3 separate regions of the Sus scrofa genome follow, and all the other regions are linked to region 2. Evidence: chromatin contacts called from public Hi-C and promoter capture Hi-C data. All regions are on one chromosome and are shown on one strand. Each heading gives the region's core, a stretch centred on a gene start, on an enhancer-like site or on the middle of the called end of the contact. The rest is flanking DNA. Distances are from core to core; before and after follow the strand shown. Region 1 overlaps SYN3 (synapsin-3). Region 2 overlaps SYN3 (synapsin-3). Region 3 holds the start of RTCB (RNA 2',3'-cyclic phosphate and 5'-OH ligase).

Region 1 (4,560 bases), core at 1,945-4,444, 410 kb after region 2:
GATCCCCTTTACTGCCCATAATAGCCTGCAGGGCAAGTTTTATAATAACCCCATTTTACAGATGAGGAAGAAAGTCTAGAGAGGAACAGTGACTTGTCCGGGGTGACAGAGCCCACCAATGACAGAGCTGAGAATAGAACACTGATCTCTTGACTCTAAGTCCAGGGGTCTTTCTGTCCCTTCCCAGCTGCTTCAGAGAGAGGGTAGGCAGTCCTCAAGGGTCCCTCTCTGCTCTGATGGCTGCATGGAAGCATCTCTGTTAGGAAACCAGAGCTACTGGAGTGTTCACTCCTCTCTCAGATTTACTCCTATCCCAACATGAGGAGGGAGAGGTTGATTCTCCATGAATCATGAATGCGGCAGGGGCGCACTCTGGCTGAAGGTTCCTCAGGTCTTTCTCCTTTTAAACAACTCCTATAAGTGATCCTTACCCACAGAAGGGCCAGTTGCTGGCTTTGGGAGCCGGCAGCACACACACATCCTTCCCTGTGTGCCCAGGGACCTCTGCTTGCAAGCGTTCAATGACAATAGATAGTGCATGGGCTTTGGAGTCAGAAAGGTCTGTTCAGCGAACATGTACTGAGTGCCCACGGCATGCTCTGTGGTGCCGAGCACTAGAGGCCAAGAGAAAAGAGCCATTTGTCCCCTTTAAGAACTCTGCGTTAGTTGCAGTGTTCTGTGTCAGAACACAAATCAGATTGGTTTGAGCCAAAGGGGGGGATATATTGACTTATGGCAATGAAAACTCCAGAGGTACAACTCCAGGTAGGACTTCAGAACTTATTCTACCCACTTTAGTTCAGCTCTCTTCTGTGTTGGCTTCATTCAGCCAACTCACTCACATGCTGACCCATGGTGGCTCCAGGCTTACATCCTGACAGTGTCAAGTCTAGCAAAAACATCTTTCCCAGGAGTTCCCGTCATGGCTCAGTGGTTAACGAATCCGACTAGGAACCATGAGGTTGCGGGTTCGATCCCTGGCCTTTTCAGTGGGTTAAGGATCTGGCGTTGCCCTGAGCTGTGGTGTAGGTTGCAGACATGGCTCAGATCTGGTGTTGCTATGGCTGTTGCATAGGCTAGCGGCTACAGCTCCGATTAGACCTCTAGTCTGGGAACCTCCATATGCCGCGGGTGCAGTCCTAGAAAAGGCAAAAAGACAAAAAAAGAAAAGAAAGAAAGAAAAAAGAAAACATCTTTCCCAACCATTTCAATCAAAAGCTGGAATTGAGCCTTATTCACTGATTGGCCTGGATTCGATCACATGACCATCCCTGAACCAATCACTATGGCCCAGAAAGCAGCAATGCTGTGATAAGATAGGCCTATGTCATGTCTCTGGCCCTAGAGATTGAAGTGGGACCACCCCACTATAGCAACAGCGACTGAGAGACTTAGGGTCACTGTTCTCATGGAACTTCCAGTTCAGGGCTCTAAGTTGAGAATGTATCATGAATGAAAATGCATGGTCCTGCCCCTTCCAAGCTGTGTTACATAGGGTAAGTTAACAACCCTTTCTGAACTTCTTCAACTATAAATTGGAAGTAACATACCCAAGTCAGAGGAATGAGAGAGGAATGTTCAGTACCTAAGCCAGCGCTGGCTCATGGCAGGGAGGGACACTAAATGTTGGCTTCCTTCCCTTCCTGTCAATCCCAGGTGGCAGCTGCCACCTTCAAGGTGGGTACCCACCTATGCTAACTAGTCTCACCAGGGGAGCTGCGCTCATTACCTGGCACAACTGAATCACCTGGTCTGGGGCAGTCACATGCCTCCCCCAGTGGGCATTCATGGGACAGTCACAGCCCTTTTCTCCATGGCCTTTCCAGAATGTGAGCCCAGCCTTCCCCAGTGCCTCATAAGCTGGACAGATGTCTCCAGCAGGTCACTATCTCCCTGGCTCTGCTCGGTACCAAGCCACATGGGCCATCCCTGCAGGAGCCTCCCATGGGAATAGTCTACTCAAGCCTGGAATTTCTGCAAATTCATGGGCAGTGCCTGCAGTGCCTCAAAGGGCATTAGCAGATGGGATGCCAAAGCTGGTTCTGGGAGCACTTCAGCCAGGATCTTTCCTCCTTCCAGGATTATGGCTCAGACACAAATAGATCTCAGAGCAGGCCTGCCCTGTGTGACCCTGCAGAGTGGGGAGAGAAGCAAGAACATTGACACAAAGTCCCCTGTGAGTCCAAATCCAGCCACCACAAGGGAAGCCAAGTGCCAGGCCGGGAAAACTTCTCCAGATACAACCATCCCCTTGTTGTAGGGTCAAAGTCCAGCGCTGAGATCTTTCTCTGCAAAGCAAACGGGCCTTGCAGCCATCGAGTGGCTGGAAAGGGAACAAAAGCAGTGGGTCCAGAGGGCCAGGCCCCCAGACCAGGGAGGCGCAGCCTGCCAGGCTCCCCTGCCTCCATCCCCACAGGGAGAGAATGAGCCCTTTGTCCCCATAGGCTGGGGCTGGGAGGGTGGCCCCGGAGAGATTCCTAGGTCCCTTCACGCAGGATTCCCAAGGGAAAAGGGTTTCAGGGAAGCTGGGTATCCAAGACAGCTCCAGATGGGAGTAGGGCAAGCTCCCTATTACTGGGGAGCCAGCAAAGTGCTAGAGGGGTAGGCTCAGTTCACAGAGATCTCTCCCAACTCTTGTTCCTTCTCCCCCTCATCCTTCCTCTACCCTGCCTTCCTAGCTCCCTTTCTAGTCTCTCTCCCTCTCTGTCTCTCTCTCTCTCACTGTCCATCTGTGTTTCTGCTTCCCTTTTTACCCATTCTGTCTTTCCTACTGCCTGTGTCTCTGTCTTTCTGCCTTTCTGTTTCTCTTGCTGCTTCTCTGTCTCTTATGTCTTGTCTCTCTCCATCTCTGAATGGGCGTATGTGTGTCGCTACCTGTCTCATGGCCTGTTCTTCTGTGTGCATCTCTCTGTGTCTCTCCCAACCTCTGTCTGCCTCTCTTCCTCTCCTCCCTGTCCCTGCTCCCCATTCCTGCTCCCCATTCCACATGCTCACTGTCTGTCCCTCCCTGCAGGTACAGGCTGTGGGTGGACAGCTGCTCAGAGATGTTTGGGGGCCTGGACATCTGTGCTGTCAAGGCTGTCCACAGCAAGGATGGCAGAGATTACATCATTGAGGTGAGAGGTGAAGGAGGAGCTCCTCCTGGCCTGGCTGGACTCCCAGGGAGGCACGTCAGTGGGAAGGAGTCCAAGTGTGGCCTTCAGCGTGGTCAGCTGTGTCTTAGCCCATGGCTGGGGCACATGGTGCCAAGGCCTCAGCAAGTGACTCCCAGAGGCTTCTCACCCACCACCTTCAATTACCACCCCCCAGTCCCCACCCTTGGCCACATCTAAAGCCTTTGCGCCCAGGGACTCTGAGCTGAGCCTCCAGAGCTCTAGGCAGGAGGTTTGGCAGTTTTCTGCAACCTGTGGCCCCAACAGTAGGAGAAGAGCAGTAGCTAAGAATTGGCAAGATTCTGTCTCCTTGGGCCTCTTCTATTTTCTCAGTGTCCAAGTGTGTAAAGAGGGCACACTTCCCTGGTCACCATGCAGAGATTCCATCATCTGTTCATTCAACAAACATGTACTCAGGAGTTCCCTTAGGCTTGGTGTGGGAGAGCTCAGGAGACAGAGCCAGTAAGCAAGACAGACATGGGGTGGACAGGCCGGCAGGAAAGAATAGTAAACAAGTAAGGGCGCTGAAGGTTAGGAACGGAGCGTGATAGAAGGAAAATTAATTGTAAGAGAGAGGCTCAAAGGGGCTCGGAGTCCCAGACTCTCCCCCTCAACTTCCTGCAGCCCATGCATCCCACAGGCCCACAGTTCCTGATGTCCTCCAGAGCTGTTGCCTACAGGTCTCTGTAGTCTTTTCATCACCCTCCCCACACCCCCACAACTTCCTCTCCACCTTCTCCCAATCCCACAATGCCCCTCTCCCTCCAGAGGCCCCAGCCTCCTCCAGTCCCACAATCCCCATCTCCCCTCCATGCTGCCCATGTCTCTCCTGGCTCCACAGTCCCCATCTCCCTGCATAGCTCCCCCTATGTCTCTTCCAATCCCACAATCCCCCTCCCTCCATGACTCCCCCCATGCCTCCCCCAATCCCACAATCCCCCTCCCCTCCATGACTCCCCCCATGCCTCCCCAAATCCCACAATCCCCCCTCCCCTCCATGACTCCCCCCATGCCTCCCCCAAATCCCACAATCCCCCCTCCCCTCCATGACTCCCCCCATGCCTCCCCCAAATCCCACAATCCCCCCTCCCCTCCATGACTCCCCCATGCCTCCCCCAAATCCCACAATCCCCCTCCCTCCATGACTCCCCCATGCCTCCCCCAAATCCCACAATCCCCCCTCCCTCCATGACTCCCCCCATGCCTCCCCCCAATCCCACAATCCCCCCTCCCTCCATGACTCCCCCCCATGCCTCCCCCCAATCCCACAATCCCCCTCCCTCCATTACTCCCCCCATGCCTCCCCCCAATCCCACAATCCCCCCTCCCTCCATGACTCCCCCCAATGCCTCCCCCCAATCCCACAATCCCCCCTCCCTCCATGACTCCCCCCATGCCTCCCCCCAAT
Region 2 (4,335 bases), core at 850-3,349:
GCTGGCATGGATTTGGCAGGTCTCCAGAGGCCTTCATATCTTTGTCCTCACTTAATTCTCATGACTCTATGGGTAGTTCTTCCCATCCCCACCCTGTAGATAAGGAAGCAGAGGCTGCCCCAAATCATGTAGCAGGTGCCAGAGCTGCCAACTCAAATCTAGGTCTTCTGATACATGACTGTCACTCATTTTTCCTGCACATTTAGGGACATGCCCTAGGAAAATTCATCAGCCCCCTGAGCACCTCCACTGTTGCCCAACTCATTTGTCCTTGTCTGTACCTTTCACACAAATACACACACATCCAGACCTTCTCAGATTCATCTTGGCAGCCTTTGGTCCTGGCAAAGGATACGTACCAAATATTGGATGGATGGATGGATGGATGGATGGATAAATTGGACCACTTTGCCAAGGAAGCAGCCCAGGCCCTCAGACTGGGCTGAGTCCATTTCTGTGGGCTGAGTGGTTCATTGCTCTTTATGGGTCTCTCCCTGCTATTAGGTAGTAAGCCCCCTGAGGCCGAGAACTGAGTGATCTTCCCTGTTTGCTTAGAGCCTGCAGGTTTTGGCACACAGTAGATGGTTAGTACAAGCGTTAGTACAACCACCCCAGGTCAGATCTCCCTGCTCCCACATCCTACCTTTAACCTCATTCATTGCATTCATCATTTTCTTTTCATCTGGTTAGTTTCCTGACTTTTCCAAGAGCCTGTTAGCTCCACAAGAACAGAGACTGTATCAATCTCCCCTCCCCAAGCCTAGTAGGGTGCCTAGTCCTTACGGGGCTCAGTAAATAGTGGTTAAATGAGGGAGTGAATAAATGATGTGATTGTGACCAGACACCTGCCCATACAAGTCTTCCTTATTGCTATCAGAAACCAGTGGGGAGACCTCAGCACATCCTGTGGCCTGGGACCCTAGTCTGACCAACCTTACCTTCACAGATCCCTGTGCAGGAATGAGGAGCCTTGTTACCCTCAGAGGGTGCCCCCCATTCTAACTCACTGGAGCCCCCCAGTTGCAAAGAGGTATGACAAGGCTGTTCTGTCATTGGTGGGCCCCATCTGGGAGTGGGAGGGGACCAGGAGTTTTAGTTATTCTTGGGAGTAAATAAATGGAGCTAGAATTGTATCTCTGAGTTGGCCCTGCTTTTGCCACACCTCCACCCATCCAACCTGGCATGTGCCCCTCCTCATCTTGCTAACTGGGAAAACCCTGAGGGTGTCCACCTTCAGAGTTCTCCTATGGGGTCTGTCATCCATCTCCCCCAGCTCTGTCCAGGCTGCAAATGTGCAACGGACATGTTGCAGTTGCATCAGAAACATGAAAATCTGTTTCTAGAGCTGGATCCCTGCCTCCCTGCCCCCCGCTACCCCCCCAACAGGCAGGGCTCTGCCTGAGACAGAACTTTCCTGACCCCTCTTCCCTGGTAAGGGCATCGCCAAGGCCTAGCCACACTGACTCTCCATCCCAGACGGATTTATTAGAAAGACGCTGCTTGGACACAGGTGGATCCTGTTTGTGCTAATTTTCCTCTTCCTTCTGCCCCTGCTACAGCCATGAAAGAGCTCGGTATCTCTCCCCATAAATCTTGCTCACACACCACATCCCGCCTCCCCAAACCAGGGATTTCCCACCCCAGGCAGCACTGGTTTTATAATATTCTCCTTCCTGGTGCCTCTGATGTGGCAGTAAAATATGAGACCACCCACAGAGATGGAAGCTTTATAGAATCAAGAGCTCCCCCCCACCCCTTCCCAAGGCCAAGGACTTGACTGATTGGCCTGCGTATTCAGGGAGCTCATTATGAGGATAACATATTAGGGCATTAGGAAGAGGCCTGCATGAGGGAAACAGAGCCCTCAGGCACAGTGGGGTCATCCATTTTGCCTGAGGTCAAATAGCCAGGCAATTATAGAGGCAGCAACCCCAGCCCCCAAGGCATCTAGAATTCCAGACCATCCCTACCCTTCCCTCTGCCAGACAGAACTGTTCAGAGGCTGCTCAAGCCTGAATGAGCCCCAGGCAAGGAGGCAGCAGTCTGTGTGGCCTGTCAGGAGACAGACTTCTGACTCCCGGCCAGGCAGGGGGATGGACCGCCTGACCCTCAGCTTCAGCCTGAGTCCGTCTGGCAGGCCCTGCAGTAAACATTCCAGAGATGGGCAAGTGTTTCTTGCCCAAACAAGTGTTTTTCCTGGGAAGGTGAGGCCCATGGAGGCCAGAGCTGCTTGGGTGGTATTGGTGTAGGGCAGCATGTTCTGGGTTCCCAGCTAGGATCACGTTAAGGGCTGCTGGTTGTGCATGTTGGACCCTGAATGGTGACCCCACTTTGTGATGGGTGTGGATTTGTGTGTTACAACAGTGTACCAGTAGATGGCAGTAGAGCACCTGGAGCAGGGGATGCCCCATGGCCTCTCCCTGGAAACATTATTCATTTACCCAGTCAGCAAACATTCCTTAGACATGTGCCTGTGCCCTGGCACGTTGTGCCGGATACTGGGGATTCAGTGAGCACTGAGACACGGTTTCGGGTTTCCAGGAGCTCACAGACTAGGTTTGTGGGGGCAGGGGACAGCAAACAACATGTGATTCCAACACGGAGTGGTATGTGTTATAGGGTTGTTAAGCAAAGCCCCCATGGGAGCTCAGAGGAGGAATACGAACCCAGCCTTGTTAGGGGGGTGCTTTCAAGGAAACAGAAAGAGGTAACCAAGCAGAGGAGACAGCAGCACATGCAAAGACTCAGAATCCTACAAGCACAGGAGTCACAGGAAGTTGAGTGTGCTCATGAGGTGAACAGAAAACAGGAGAAGACATGGGCCATAGGTCAGCAGGGTCCAGATTATGAAGGACCTAGAGGGTCTGGACCGAATCCTAAAAATCTTAAAGCACAAGATCTGCCTCACCATTGCTGCTTAGGGGCTCTGTGTGACTTTGAGCTTGTGGGGACTGGTCCCAGCCCTACTGTTCCTAGGGGTTGACACTGGGGTCAATAGGAGGAGGGATATGATGGGTGCGCAGGCCTTCTATGCCAGTGCCACCTGTTTATCGTCAGCATCATCATCAATCACTTATTGCACTGATGGGACAGATCAACATGAGGTGTTCCATTCTGTAACCTCCATAAGGGTAAAGATTACATTTGGGGTCCCTGCACATGGCGCCCGGAGCCACAGAGTAAACACTCAGTGGTTCTTTGTTGTCATTGTCAATTCTGTTTCAGGCCCTGGGCTGTATACTTTGGAGCTTACTATGTGCCAGGAACCATTCTAAGTGCCTTGTACGTCGTGTCTCATTTAATCCTCATTTAACATCCATGTGGAATAATTACTGTGATTATCCCGGCTTTCCAGATGTGGAAGCTGAGGCACATGGATGCTGAGTGAGTTACCCAAGGTTGCACAGCGAGCGAGTGGTGATGCTGGGATCATGTCGGGTGGTCCACACACTCTACTTAGTACCACGGGTGGGGAGGATCTAGTGAATTTCTCACCACACTTTGGCTGGTAGATGTTATCACCACTTGACAAATGAGGACGCTGTGACCTGGAGGGGTTAAGTACGTTTTAGAGTACGCCATGGGTAAGCTAGAGAGCTAAGATTTTGCCCAAGCCTCTGTGGTCCTAGATCCATGCTTTTTCCGGTACACCATTGAATGTACTCATTAGATACCATCCTGAGGTCCCAGGATCATCCAGTAGTTCTAAACCCAAGCCGCAGGGACCCCTGCCCTGAGTCCTGCTCTGGCCTTACTAGCCATGCCCCTTCTGACAGCAAAGGAGGACCCTGCAGATTGCACCCTGAGATCATGCAGTGGGTACCCAGAACTGTAGAATTCACTTCCCATAGGGACCCAGGCCCAATTCCAGGCCGGTTCCCTGATCTATCCTCCCCAGACATGGCCAAAAAACTATTGATGAGAGTGTGAGTGAGGAGATGAAGCTTGGCCACCTGGGCTGGGCTACCCATAAGTGTGCACAAGAAGCCCCAGTGATGCAGAGAGGAGGATGGGAGGAGAATTAGGGAGGATGATGGCAACCAAGAGCTGGCAACTCTCATGCCACCATACTCTGGGTATATCTCCAAGAATTCTGAGAAGTTTAAACTCTGACCCTTCCAGGTCATTATGAAGTTGTATTGGTCAAGGAAGGAAGGTAGACATTTTATTTAAATGTTTCCTGGCTTTAGAAATTTCAGATATTAGGCTTGTGATACCTAGGCTTCTACTTATTATTTTGCCTCAGGCCCTACAAACATTAGAGATGAGCTTATCCCAGTGTTTGGGGTTTATCAGCACTACCTTTAAGGATTCATGATAAAATTCACAAACTAT
Region 3 (4,434 bases), core at 403-2,902, 510 kb after region 2:
AAAAGAGTTAAATCAGGATGTGTGTGTGTTCCCATGTGAGTGTGGTGTGTGGGGGGGGGTGAATGTGTGTTCATGTTTGCGTGCATGTTGTGTGTTCCTCTTTCTATAAGATTCTGAGGCCAAGAGTGAAGCATGTACTTGTAAGGAGGCTCGTGAGAAACTCTCAAATACAGATTTGCATCTTTTGTTATCAGAGGAGGTCCCTCCAACCCCTTCAGCTCTCTAAGGCTCCCCCTTCCCTACATGTTGGATTTTATGTTTTATATTTACTGTTACTGTCCCCTGTATTTAATTAAAATCGTTTTCTAACAATGTCAACTTCGTCTTTTTATTTGCAAAACTTTCTGCCTGGGATTTTTTTTATAAAATAAGATAGGGAAGGAGGAAGATAATTTAGTGTCCTAAACGTTGACATAAGCTGAGTTTGTATAGATTTCAGGGCTTAATTTAAAAACATAGTACGGTGTCTCTTAAATGCTTCCCGTGAGAATCAGAGTGATCACAGGAAACTCTGGAAGTTCTGTCACTTCTTTAAGTTTTAGGTTGTTTTCCATCCCAAACTAAGTGAAATGGCAGTGCAGAGGACTAAATCTAGATAAGTCAGGTTTGATTAATGTTATTAGAGCACCCAATCAATGGGGCGAAATTGGGGCAGAAGAGGTAGAAAGGGGAACCAGTATGGGTAACCTAAGAAATGAATAGAAACCACAAACTTTGCTTTTGTGATGCTGACAATCCCGTGGGTTAATGGAAGAGAGCTGTTTCCTGGAGGGTTTACCAAGCCCTATGCCCATTACTTCCAGGGTGTCATTTCATTTAATCCCACATCCACTCTGTGAAGACCTATGATCTCATTTAACAGATAAGAAAACAAAAGTTAAAAGAGAGGAATCACACAAAGCCAGTAAACAGCAGAGGTAAAAAATTCAATCCAAGCCTTTCTGATTCCAAAGTCGCTGTTCTTTAATATGAGGTAGGATTAGAAATTGAAAGCACTTAAATCTCAGTGATTACTGGGAAGACGAGACACTGCGTATAAAAGCACGATCCCAGAGCAATTAGTCATCAAGGAAGGCTAAACTGGGAAGTCTACAGGGACTGCCATTTACCCCTCTTTGTTGGCACATCTGGCCCTAATAGATGCCCCCGTCCGTGTGGTTGGAATAAATGATAACTGTCACGTTTCATTCTTCGGAGTGCGCTTTTCTGACAGAAACGTTATTCGATGTGCTCGCAAATTCATTCTGAAACGTTACAAATATTCCATCGTGACGTTTACTTAAACATGTTTCTCTATCTCAGCTGCAGCATCTCTTTTCCCCTCACGGCTAGGGTATAAATGCCAAGCAGATGGATTCATTAAACAGTTGGACCTGATCCAGATTCAGTGTGTTTTCCAGGGCTGCAAAGCACTTCCAAAACGAAGGATAACTAGATCATACTAAAAACGACTGGATTTTGCTTAGCTTTCGATTAGAAGAGAATGACAAGTCAACATCCAAAAAGGTAAACGCTAGAGGACAGTCTAACGAAACGACCCAAAATAAAAAAAGAAAGAAAAGCGATTAGGCGACGAGATTTGAGCCTCGGCAGCTGCCGTCGCCCATCCTGCGGCGGAGCCGCCGCGCCTGCGCGTTGAGTACCGGAAGGCGGTGTTTCGTTCCGCCGGACAACGCGGCAGCCGCTCTTCAAAGCGAAGCCGGGAGTTTTTGTTGCGGTTGTCGCCACCATGAGTCGCAGTTATAACGATGAGCTGCAGTTCTTGGAAAAGATCAATAAAAACTGCTGGAGAATCAAGAAGGGCTTCGTGCCCAACATGCAGGTGAGGCGGGGGAACAGGACTCAGTGCCGGGGCCTCCCTGACTCGGCACCCGCGGCGCCTCCCTGCCGGCCTGACCAGGCCTCCTGCGACCCCCTTCGAACCTCTCACGCCGGGGTGCCCCCGCCCCGCCCCCAGCAGAGTTCCTCCCATCCCCCGACTTTCACCCCACCTCACCCTGCAGCCTCCGGTCACCACCGCCCGGCTGGAGAGGTCCCCAGTCGAGAGGACCAGCTAAGCGGAGTAGTCTAGGGAATCCGAGTAAATAAGAAATTGGGCTTTGCAGAGTGTTTTCGCATAGAAGCCTCATAAACGCTCCCTAAGATGCATTCCACTCCTGAGCCTTAGAGACTTTAGTGGTCTTTTACTAGGAGGCCAGTCTCCAGGGTGGAGTTGCTGGAACTGATCTCTAGCTCCCCTGAGTCATGCAGATCTTTTATTTAGCGTTTACAGACCTTTGTTCGCTGAACCATATTTTTAGCATTCACTGCTCTGTGTTGGTGTTTTTGTTTTTTGTAATTGACATATTGGTTTTTAATATAACGATTTTGCTTCTCACAACAGCCTAGAGAGTTCACTGGGCAGGGTTGTTTGTTTGTAATATGCACTTCACAGAAGGGCCTCGATCAGTTGGTTACACAGCCTGCTTTATTCATGTAGCGAAGCTCTGCTAAGACTTTTTATTTTTTATTTTTTGTCTTTTGAGGGCCGCATCTGCGGCATATGGAGGTTCCCAGGCTAGGGGTCAAATCGCAGCTGCAGCAGCTGGCCTAGCCATAGCCACAGCAACACGGGGATCCAAAGAACCGAGCCACATCTGCAACCTACACCACAAAGTTCATTGTCAACGCTGGATCCTTAACTCACTGAGCGAGGCCAGGGATCGAACCCAAATCCTCATGGGCACTAGTCAGGTTCATAACCCGCTGAGCCACAACGGGAACTCCAAGATCTGCTAAGACTTGATGTCCACTTCACTTCTTTTTCCTCTGACAGGATGATACATTCCCCAGTGCAGACTTGGGAGCCCAATACCAGAGAATTTGAAAGCCTAGGCTCTCTTTCTCTTGGACTTCCTTGCCAGTTTGTGCTGATTATTTTCCGTTAAAGTGAGGAAAGAAGACATTTGTGAGGTTTTGGTGCATATGTTGTTAGATAGCTTTGAAATCCCTTAAGGTATTCTGCAAGGCTATTAAAGATTTGTGATCCTGCATCTTGGTAAAAGTTCCTAATAGCCACTCCACCCTTTTACTCAGTATTAAAACTTACTGCATGTCACCCTATGTGCAAAGCACTTAGCTAAGGGAAGGAAAAGGTCCATACTCGTAAAGCTCCCTTTCGCTCTGTTTTTCATTTGGCCAGTTTCTGTTTATGGAATTTGGTTTTTGAATAAAAAGTAGGAAATCAAAAGCATATGATTGAGGTTCCCATTGTGGCTCAGCGTGTTGAGAACCCAGTGCTCTCTCCGTGAGGATGCAGTTTCGTCCCTGGCCTTGCTCAGTAGGTTAAGGATCCAGCATTGCCACAACCTGTGGTCACAGATGTGGCTCAAATCTAGTGTTGCTGTGGCTGTGGCATAGGCCTCAAGTGTAGCTCCAATTCAACCCCTAGCCCAGGAATTTCCATAGCTGCAAGTGTGGCCATAAAAAAAAGAAGGAAAAAAAAAAGGCCTATGATCATCAAGAGGATTATAACACACACTGTCATGGTCTGGCAGCAATTCTGGCTTAACTTCTGGTGCACATATACTGCTAATTCTCCATAGGAGCAGGTTTGATCGTGCTAGGTAGCTCTGGTTTAACTGAACCCTATTACCACTTCTCCTTTGGGAATGGAGAGTTGAAATCTTGATATTTTGCTCTTAAAAAGTTACTGACCTTGGATTTCCCTCGTGGCTCAGCAGAAATGAATCTGACTGGTATACATGAGGACACAGGTTCGATCCCTGCCCCGCTCAGTGCATTAAGGATCTGGTGTTGCCGTGAGCTGTGGTGTAGGCCACAGACACAGCTTAGATCCCAAGTTGCTGTGACTGTGGTGTAGGTCAGCAGCTACAGCTCCGATTCAACCCTTAGCCTGGGAACCTCCATGCGCCATGGGTGCAGCCCTAAGAAGACCAAAAAAGGAAAAAGTTACTGACCTTTATACTAGGCTTGAGTTGTATTCCCATTCTCTTAAGAATAGTGAATTCCACGATTAAAATTCTCATCTCTTACTTAATCTCCATCCTCCTGGAAGACCCATGTGCTGCACTAAAAATTCCTCTTCGTTCCTTAAGAACACTTCTTTCCCATCTTTATGTCATCTTTCCGTTCAGCTCCTAAATGTGTTGCTTCTCCAATATTGTCTCTTGTCTTTAAAAAGCCAGCTCGAATGATGTTTGCAGAAAGTAAGCAAACTGTAAACCCCCACTGCCCTAGACTCTTGAGCCCCTTCTTCATCAGATTCTTCTGTAGTACGCTGTACTTTTAATATAGCCCTTGCCTCATCGCACTCTACGTTTCTAGTCTGGGATGCATCCTAGACTGGAAGCTCCTTGAAAGCACTGTCCAGCATATTCTATCTCCCTTACCACCCAGTACAGTGCCTGGCACATAATAAATCCCCAGTAAATG

What was found. Promoter capture Hi-C pulls out the DNA fragments that hold promoters and counts their contacts. A called contact is a pair of places that touch in the nucleus more often than the background predicts.
Region 1: a Hi-C map of retroperitoneal adipose tissue shows a contact between it and region 2, with 3 times the contacts expected there. The contact joins two enhancer-like sites. A contact is called at or near these places in 23 of 47 Hi-C or Micro-C datasets (alveolar macrophages, brain, embryonic fibroblasts and 15 more) and 1 of 2 datasets of contacts at active chromatin or transcription factors (skeletal muscle).
Region 3: a contact with region 2 is called in a promoter capture Hi-C map of fetal liver, with 4 times the contacts expected there. The contact joins the promoter of RTCB here to the enhancer-like site in region 2. A contact is called at or near these places in 3 of 5 promoter capture datasets (fetal liver, fetal skeletal muscle and liver), 16 of 47 Hi-C or Micro-C datasets (adipose tissue, alveolar macrophages, embryonic fibroblasts and 8 more) and 1 of 2 datasets of contacts at active chromatin or transcription factors (skeletal muscle).

Annotation. Positions count from the first base shown.
Region 1 is chr5:12,480,112-12,484,671 of Sscrofa11.1, forward strand. It overlaps SYN3 (synapsin-3), which reads left to right. Exons shown (of 14, transcript XM_021091548.1): 10 at 3,014-3,116. Among named protein-coding and RNA genes, the nearest start is that of FBXO7, 44 kb to the right of the region's middle. Within about 2 kb of position 3,195, at least 19 of the 83 cell types and tissues checked have an H3K27ac peak or open chromatin away from gene starts, as enhancers often do. A contact at or near this core is called in embryonic fibroblasts, mesenteric adipose tissue and retroperitoneal adipose tissue, where this site is marked.
Region 2 is chr5:12,070,067-12,074,401 of Sscrofa11.1, forward strand. All of the region lies in intron 2 of SYN3 (synapsin-3), which reads left to right. Among named protein-coding and RNA genes, the nearest start is that of MIR9790, 44 kb to the left of the region's middle. Within about 2 kb of position 2,100, at least 35 of the 83 cell types and tissues checked have an H3K27ac peak or open chromatin away from gene starts, as enhancers often do. A contact at or near this core is called in adipose tissue, embryonic fibroblasts, fetal liver and 2 more, where this site is marked.
Region 3 is chr5:12,578,641-12,583,074 of Sscrofa11.1, forward strand. It overlaps RTCB (RNA 2',3'-cyclic phosphate and 5'-OH ligase), which reads left to right and starts at 1,653. Exons shown (of 12, transcript NM_001122986.2): 1 at 1,653-1,822. The coding sequence starts at 1,730. BPIFC (BPI fold-containing family C protein) reads left to right here. Exons shown (of 18, transcript XM_005655521.3): 18 at 1-318.